2 separate regions of the Mus musculus genome follow, and region 2 is linked to region 1. A link is a contact called in public Hi-C data. All regions are on one chromosome and are shown on one strand. Each heading gives the region's core, a stretch centred on a gene start, on an enhancer-like site or on the middle of the called end of the contact. The rest is flanking DNA. Distances are from core to core; before and after follow the strand shown.

Evidence for each region. Hi-C and Micro-C count contacts between places; a contact is called where the count stands out from the background.
Region 2: a contact with region 1 is called in a Hi-C map of cortical neurons, with 2.8 times the contacts expected there. The contact joins two enhancer-like sites. A contact is called at or near these places in 1 of 15 datasets of contacts at CTCF or cohesin (large pre-B cells), 5 of 484 Hi-C or Micro-C datasets (the C2C12 cell line, cortical neurons, embryonic stem cells and 1 more) and 1 of 115 datasets of contacts at active chromatin or transcription factors (acute myeloid leukemia).

Annotation. Positions count from the first base shown.
Region 1 is chr2:129,673,475-129,676,975 of GRCm38.p6, forward strand. No RefSeq gene overlaps it. Among named protein-coding and RNA genes, the nearest start is that of Pdyn, 25 kb to the right of the region's middle. Within about 2 kb of position 1,702, at least 10 of the 459 cell types and tissues checked have an H3K27ac peak or open chromatin away from gene starts, as enhancers often do. A contact at or near this core is called in cortical neurons, where this site is marked.
Region 2 is chr2:130,037,436-130,041,159 of GRCm38.p6, forward strand. It overlaps Tgm3 (transglutaminase 3, E polypeptide), which reads left to right. Exons shown (of 13, transcript NM_009374.3): 8 at 38-141; 9 at 928-1,173. Among named protein-coding and RNA genes, the nearest start is that of Mir6339, 23 kb to the left of the region's middle. Within about 2 kb of position 2,311, at least 28 of the 459 cell types and tissues checked have an H3K27ac peak or open chromatin away from gene starts, as enhancers often do. A contact at or near this core is called in cortical neurons, where this site is marked.

The DNA of each region.
Region 1 (3,501 bases), core at 452-2,951:
TGTTTCTCTTGGTAATTTTGTGCTGGCTGAGCTCCATTCCACTCCTTGATTATGGACCTCTGCTCACACAACTGTAGCCACAACAAAGCCAAGAGGTACAGGCAGGCCCAGGGGGCAGGAAATGAAATAATGTGTATAATGTACGTATGTATTTATACAATGTCCTCAATCATCTCCTCAGAGCTGGCCTTGAGTGTAGTCCATTTTCCAGCTATAGTGACTACCACACCCCTCTATTGAATTGGTCCATATACCCTCAGCCATGAGTGTCCTCGAATAAAAACTGCCTTGTCATCTTTTAATATCACTCAGGGCCACGTTAGTCAAACACCTCAGCATTTATGGTTTATCACCCTTGCTTTCATCGCGGTTATTACTCTAAACTTTCCCTAGAGCTCTGGGCAGAGTACATAACCAAATATCATAGGCTGTTTTAATTTCTAGTCTTATTTTATATGTATGCCTAGTTTGCCTGGATGTATTTGAGTGCACCACACCCATGCCTGACCCAGGGAGGTCAGAGAAGGGCATTGGATCCCCTTGAACTGGAGTTAAAATGGTTGTGAATTACTACTTGAGTACAAGGAACTGAACCGGGTCCTTCACAAAAGCAACAGTTGCTCTCTAACCCTGGAGCCATCTCTGCAGCCCTATTTATCTTCATACTTTTTTTTTAAGTGGAGAAAACTGGAGTGGATGGAGAGGAGCATTGTTTTGTACTTGAGTGAAACTGAAATCCAAAGGTAGTCATCCATGTTCAAGGTCCACAGGTGCGCTCAAGAATTCCAAGCCTGGTTTCCTTTTCTTTGAAACTGGGAAGTTGCTTAATCATTTCTAGCCAAAAAGAAGACAGCATTGAAGAACAAGGTATTTCAACAACAATTACAAAAGCCCAAGGACTTTTCGTCTTAATGCCAATAACTGCCCATTTATAATCAGTGCACTGCTGAGTTCCCTCCTTAAACCCAGAGTTTTTAGTGTTGGAATTTAGATTCTTTTTTTTTCTTTTTTAATATTTTATTAGGTATTTTCCTCATTTACATTTCCAATGCTATCCCAAAAGTCCCCCATACCCTCCCCCCCCCACTCCCCTACCCACCCACTCCCACTTTTTGGCCCTGGCGTTCCCCTGTACTGAGTCATATAAAGTTTGCATGACCAATGGGTCTCTCTTTCCAGTGATGGCTGACTAGGCCATCTTTTGATACATATGCAGCTAGAGACAAGAGCTCTGGGGGTACTGGTTAGTTCATAATGTTGTTGCACCTACAGGGTTGCAGATCTCTTTAGCTCCTTGGGTACTTTCTCTAGCTCCTCCATTGGGGGCCCTGTGATCCATCCAATAGCTGACTGTGAGCATCCACTTATGTGTTTGCTAGGCCGGGCATAGTCTCACAAGAGACAGCTATATCAGGGTCCTTTCAGCAAAATTTTGCTAGTGTATTCAATGGTGTCAGCGTTTGGAGGCTGATTATGGGATGGATCCCTGGATATGGCAGTCTCTAGATGGTCCATCCTTTTGTCTCAGCTCCAAACTTTGGAATTTAGATTCTTAAGCCTACCCAGATGGTGACAAAACTCCCCCGAGTGTGTTGATCCCGGTGACCACAAGGGGGCGCGCCCAGATCAGATACCGCTGGCTTCAGCCACCTGGCTTGTTACTGCCCCCTGCGGTGGATGCATCTTTGCTCTAGAGCTTAGATAGTGTACCCCAAGGTGATTATGCCCAAGTCCCCAAGCACCTGTGGAGACTGTAGCAAAGGAGCAGGATTGTTTTTGAGACTTATCAAGAGCTTCATAAAGCACACTGGATTTCTGGAGAGGACGCTAAAAGTAAATCCAGGACCTACTGTATGCCTGGACTTCATGTATCTCAACTCTACATAGACACAGGGCTTGTGGGGAAGGGCGCAGTCTAGGGAGGGAAAGAGCCTAAGCGTTGAGTAGGAGGGTGACTACCAGTCCAGTTTTCTTGGCAGCCAGCCCTGCTTTCACGGAGTGAAAACAAGAAAGTGGTCTCAGCTGTCGCCTAGCTCCGAGCCAGATTCTACACAGGGCTGTGGCCTGGGAGTGAGGTTGTGGTTTCTGGAGAAGACAGCAGCTGGATGAGCACCGGGTGTCAATATAGGAAGCAGCAGTGTCCCTACCAGGAACTGGCACTACAACGGTGACGATTGCTTCTGATTTTTATTAGGGCAGAAATGTCCCCTCCCAGGCAGAGAGCCTAGGGGTAATCTGGAAACTGTCCTCTGTTCAAAGACCCCCTCAGGACTTCCGTGGCTGTCCCAACTCTCATTCTTATACAGGTGTACCTTCAGATCCTTTCCTCCAAAACAAAGTCTCCAGTGAAGAGCAATGTGTTCGTTTGGGAGGTAGAGACGGCAAGGTGGGTCTGGGCTGCCTCCTGTGCCTGCCCATCCGCTTACCCCCATGTCTGCCTGCACCTGTGCCTGCCCATCCGCGTACCCCCATGTCTGCCTGCACCTGTGCCTGCCCATCCGCTTACCCCCATGTCTGCCTGCACCTGCGCACTGCACCTGCCTGCACCTACCCCCTGTGCCTGTCTGTACCTGCTAGTGCCTGCCAGCTGTACCTACCTGTGCCTACCCTCTGTGCCTGTCTATACATGTCTGTCTCTGTCTGGGTGTCCCTGTACCTGTCTGTCTGTACCTATATCTGCCCCGTACCTGCTTCCTGTGCCTGTTCCCTGCATTCTCTTCCCATTCTGTTGTTGCTAGCCAATTCCAGGTCCTTAAAGTTCCCCACCCAGGCTGGCAGAGTGTGAGCCTAAGGGACAAGCAGGAACTTTGTTACCTCCAAGCCCAGCTTACTTCTGCATGGGATCAGAGATGTCATGAGGCAAAGAGTCTTGTTATTTAATTTGAAACAAAGTACTTGTTATTTAATTAAGAGTCAGAGCCTTGCAATTGCTTCTTGAGAAAAACCTCCCAGTTGTCCTTGAGCCTTTAAGTTCAATTTTCAAAACTTGGTCTGTTTCTTTGCAGTCACTTTCAAGGGACTTTTGATTAATAGTCAACACCATTAAAACTATCTATCCCCTTTGCAAGTGTGGGTAATTAAATTATCCTCAACATTTAACACAGGACTTACTAATTTAATGTACTCGGTTTCATTTTTAAACACTTTCCTTATTTGCCCTAACAAGCAAAACTTTCCAGAGTTTAAAGCACGTTGGAACATCCAATTTAAGACCTTAAAGTGTAGTGAATCTCAGGACCTCTGGTACATCACACCAGTGGTCACAGGTCCTCAACAGAAAACCGACAAGTCTATAATCAATTACAAATTTCAAATTAGAGTCGTAGGCTAATTTGTTCATTCTCTATGCTGAAGCGCCCCATTGTCGTGAATACTTTACATCTCAAATGCCTACGTGTGCGAGGTTAAAAGGCATTTGCCCAAGAAAGAGAAAAGCTCTCCATCTTGTGGGAGTTACCACCCTTTATAGTTCCATGTGCAACAAAGCCAATACCCATGGTT
Region 2 (3,724 bases), core at 1,061-3,560, 360 kb after region 1:
GTTGTCCTTCACTTGTTATGTGGCCTTCTGTCTGCAGGAATTTTCACGTCTGGAATGAAGGCTGGTTCGTGCGGACTGACCTAGGCCCCACATACAATGGATGGCAGGTCCTGGATGCCACCCCCCAGGAGAGAAGTCAAGGTAACCCCGCTGGAGCTGCTCTGAGCTTGCCCAAAGCCCTCTCTAGCTCCATAGTGTACAATAGGATGAAGATTTTTTTTCCTTATTTTATGTCATTTGAATGGATCCCTCCTCTGTAGCCCCCTCAGGCTGTTGCTACCACTGAAGAGCTCTAGCATATGTCAGGCAACAGGGAAAAGATACTCTCCCTTGCCAATAATTACTTCCTATCTCTGCCTCCAGCAGAAGCCCTGGAGTCAGTCCTGTTATTCTTTCTGTGACAGGCCCACGGCAATGGCTGCCGCTGCTTCTGCTCCCTCCTTGTGAGCCTTCTGACAGGCGAGGCTCCCTTCAGATGGGTCACCTTGTTTCTGCTCAGGCCTGGGCCTTTACTTTTGGTGAAGGTTGGGGTTAAAAACTCTGAGGAGGAAGGATCCCACGGACTAGATGTTCAGGAAAGACTTCTAGAGATAGAAAGTCAGTACACCTCTGGGCTAGAGTGATTTCAGAGGCAGAAAGGCAGCACCTCAGAGAAAGACCAGACTGAGCTCAGTGGTTCTGCCCAGGTGAGACATGCAAGTCTTAAGTGGAGCTGGACCAGGGACTTGGTACAGAATGATGGTGATGGGTATCTGCTCTGTGCTAGACCAATGGGTCACAGTTAGAGCTGAGGTCTGGCTGGAGTAAAGGCAGAGGAGTGCTATGTTGTCATATCAGTATGCCCCCAGAGTCAGATCCTAGCCAGGCTGGAGTGGATGGGTTTAGCTGTGGTTTGCATGCATCTAAATTCTACATTCTGGCCATCAGGTGTGTTCCAGTGCGGTCCAGCTTCCGTTAATGCAATCAAAGCCGGTGATGTGGACCGGAATTTTGACATGATCTTCATCTTCGCGGAGGTTAATGCAGATCGCATCACTTGGATCTATAATAATAGAAATAACACCCAGAAGCAGAATTCTGTGGACACTCACTCCATTGGCAAATACATCAGCACCAAGGCAGTAGGCAGCAACTCTCGCATGGATGTCACAGACAAGTACAAGTATCCAGAAGGTAGGATGGGTGCTGATGGAGCGATGCCACATGGGGGGGCTTGGTGATGGGTGGACAGCTCTGAGAGCAACAAGAAAAAGAGCCTTTCCCCGGTACTCCGACATCCCAGCTAGTTGTAAAGAAATGGCAGGATGTCTCAAGTGCTCAACTGTTGTTTTCCATGGGGACAGAAGCATTAAGGACAGCTACAATATCTGAGGGAGTTAACGTCAGAGCACAGACAAGGGTAAACCCAGTCCACCTCCAGATATGTCCTTTCTCAATTGTCAACTGAACTGATGTTACTATGATTGGGCATCACAGGGAGAGGTCTGGTCCTCAAGGGCTTTGGGACACATTTCTCTATCAAGTCTCTAGTCTCCAAGAACACAGACAGAGAATGCCATCTCGGTAAAGAAACAAACTCAGGGATGTGAGCTTGTGCCATCTGCATGCATTGGCCCCCACCCACTCAGGAGCCCTGGGGTATGATTCCTAAAGGAGTCTAATGAAATCTCCATCATCTGTACTGCTGCCATCCTCCTACGGTAACCTAGGAAGGCCATGGTCACACCATGTTGCTATGGGAACCAGCAGCAAAGCCGTTCTCAAGGAAGGCAAAAGCTTTCCACTTGGAAGTGTGGTTCTGCCTTAGAAACAGCCCAGAGTAATTTAGCAGTTGCTCTAGCAGGCCATGGCTACTCTCCAATGGACTCATACTTTGCTCTTTCTAAAATACTTGGGGAAAGTTGACTCAAGACTCAAATGATCCTCACAGAAATTTCTAGGAAGTGGTAGAGGGAAGGGTGAAAGAAAAGTGTGCTTCTAAAAATCAGACCGAATCTCCGACAACTGCTGACTATTGGTCAGTGTTCAAAGGAGAAAACTGTCTCTTGAAGGTGGAGTCTAACTCTGAGACCAGAGGTGTCCACTCTAGGTACCAGTGGATGGACACTTTGTGGTCTGTAAACACTGTTGAAATTCTCTGAAATAGAAATACACTTGTTTGAGAATGGTAGAACATTGGAAAGAGATCATGCCTGCTGTAATAAACTATCTGACAACTTTCACAGTCTGAGTGCCTACTCCAGGTACCCTGTAGATAAATCTCAGCAGATGGTGTCACTGGCGAGGCAGGTGCCAGGCTGGTAATTTCAATAGCATGGTGTAAGACAAGCATGGGGAACAGGAAACAATCCAGGACAGAAGGAGACTCTCATCCTACCTACCACTTATAACAGGCTTTGTATTATCTCTGATTTTCTTGTTCCCCGGCCAACCAAACAAGAATAGCAGTGTCTCTCTTGGGTTGGATTCCAATACAAAAATGCACACAGAGTAGAGTGTTTGGCACACAGTAAGGACTTAATGACTAGGATGGTGAGCTCCATCCATTTGGATACCTTCCCTTACCTTCCCTGGAATAACACCTTTCCACAGATTCTTTTGTTTATGTACTGCTGCTCTCCTGGCTGTATGAGCCTGTGACTTTCCCTACTACTCTCACATATTGATCCTGTGACTCTGAAGTCCTAGAAACCTTCTAAGCAATGGAGGGAAGCCTAGTAGGAAGCTCCCTCCAGGACTCTTGGCAGGACCTCTGCTCATGCGTGACAGCAGGATGGAACAGCTATCTGACGTTACCTACATCTTCTTGCCTAATAATGCCAGTTGGTCTCAGAGAGCCCCAGGCAGGAAAAGCTCATAAAAATGGGTTGCTAAGCATTTGCACAATAGCAATACTGCGGTGAGAAAACAGCAGCAGGAAGCATAGTCTTGAGTAAGCTCAGCAGGTGACCTATATAGGCTCTGGAACCTCCTTGTCCAAAGCCTGCTTCGGGGACTCACGCAAAGAGGCTCAGAGGCTCAGTAGAGCCTTCAGCTTTGGGTGTGGACTGACAGCTCAGTCAGAGAGGATGGAAGGGCAGTCAGAGGAACCTGACCCTCCGGGAGCTCTCAAGCTGGGTAATCTAGCCTCTTGCTTTCAGCAGGGTGGGTACAAGGGAGGAGCCTTAGACCAGGCTCCAGATCTCTGGAGATGAGTCCCTCCCTTTCTTCATCTAAATCCCAGAGTAGCCCAAACCAGTAGCTTCCCTTAGATTGCATGAGCCTCTGAAGTCCCTGCCAGGGAATTTACATAATTCATGGAAAGGACTCACTGACTTGGAGAGGACTTATCTTAAGCCTTCTGGTTTACTTTGAAACTTTCACAAGTTGGTTTTAGGAAAGCCTAAGGATCCATACATGCCAACATGGTCACTCTTCTGTCCTCTTGGGAGGCCAAGACCTTCTGCTGTATGGTACATGTGTCTGCAGGTCAAGGCCAGGAGCAGCCGGTGAACTGCTTAGTCAGCCTGAGCTTGGAGTTGTTTGCTCTGTTCCCAGTGTGCCGAGCCTTTAGGGTGTCACCAGTGCTGTCCTCTCACTACTTCTGCTGCCATAGTCAGCAGCACCTATAGAGTCAGGGAATGCACCCTTTGTTTGAGCCCTTGTGGTTTTTGAGACTCCAAACATCTCAGCAATTCAAACTAGCCATGACTTAGAACCTCATCAGCCTCAGGATGTTCTTGCT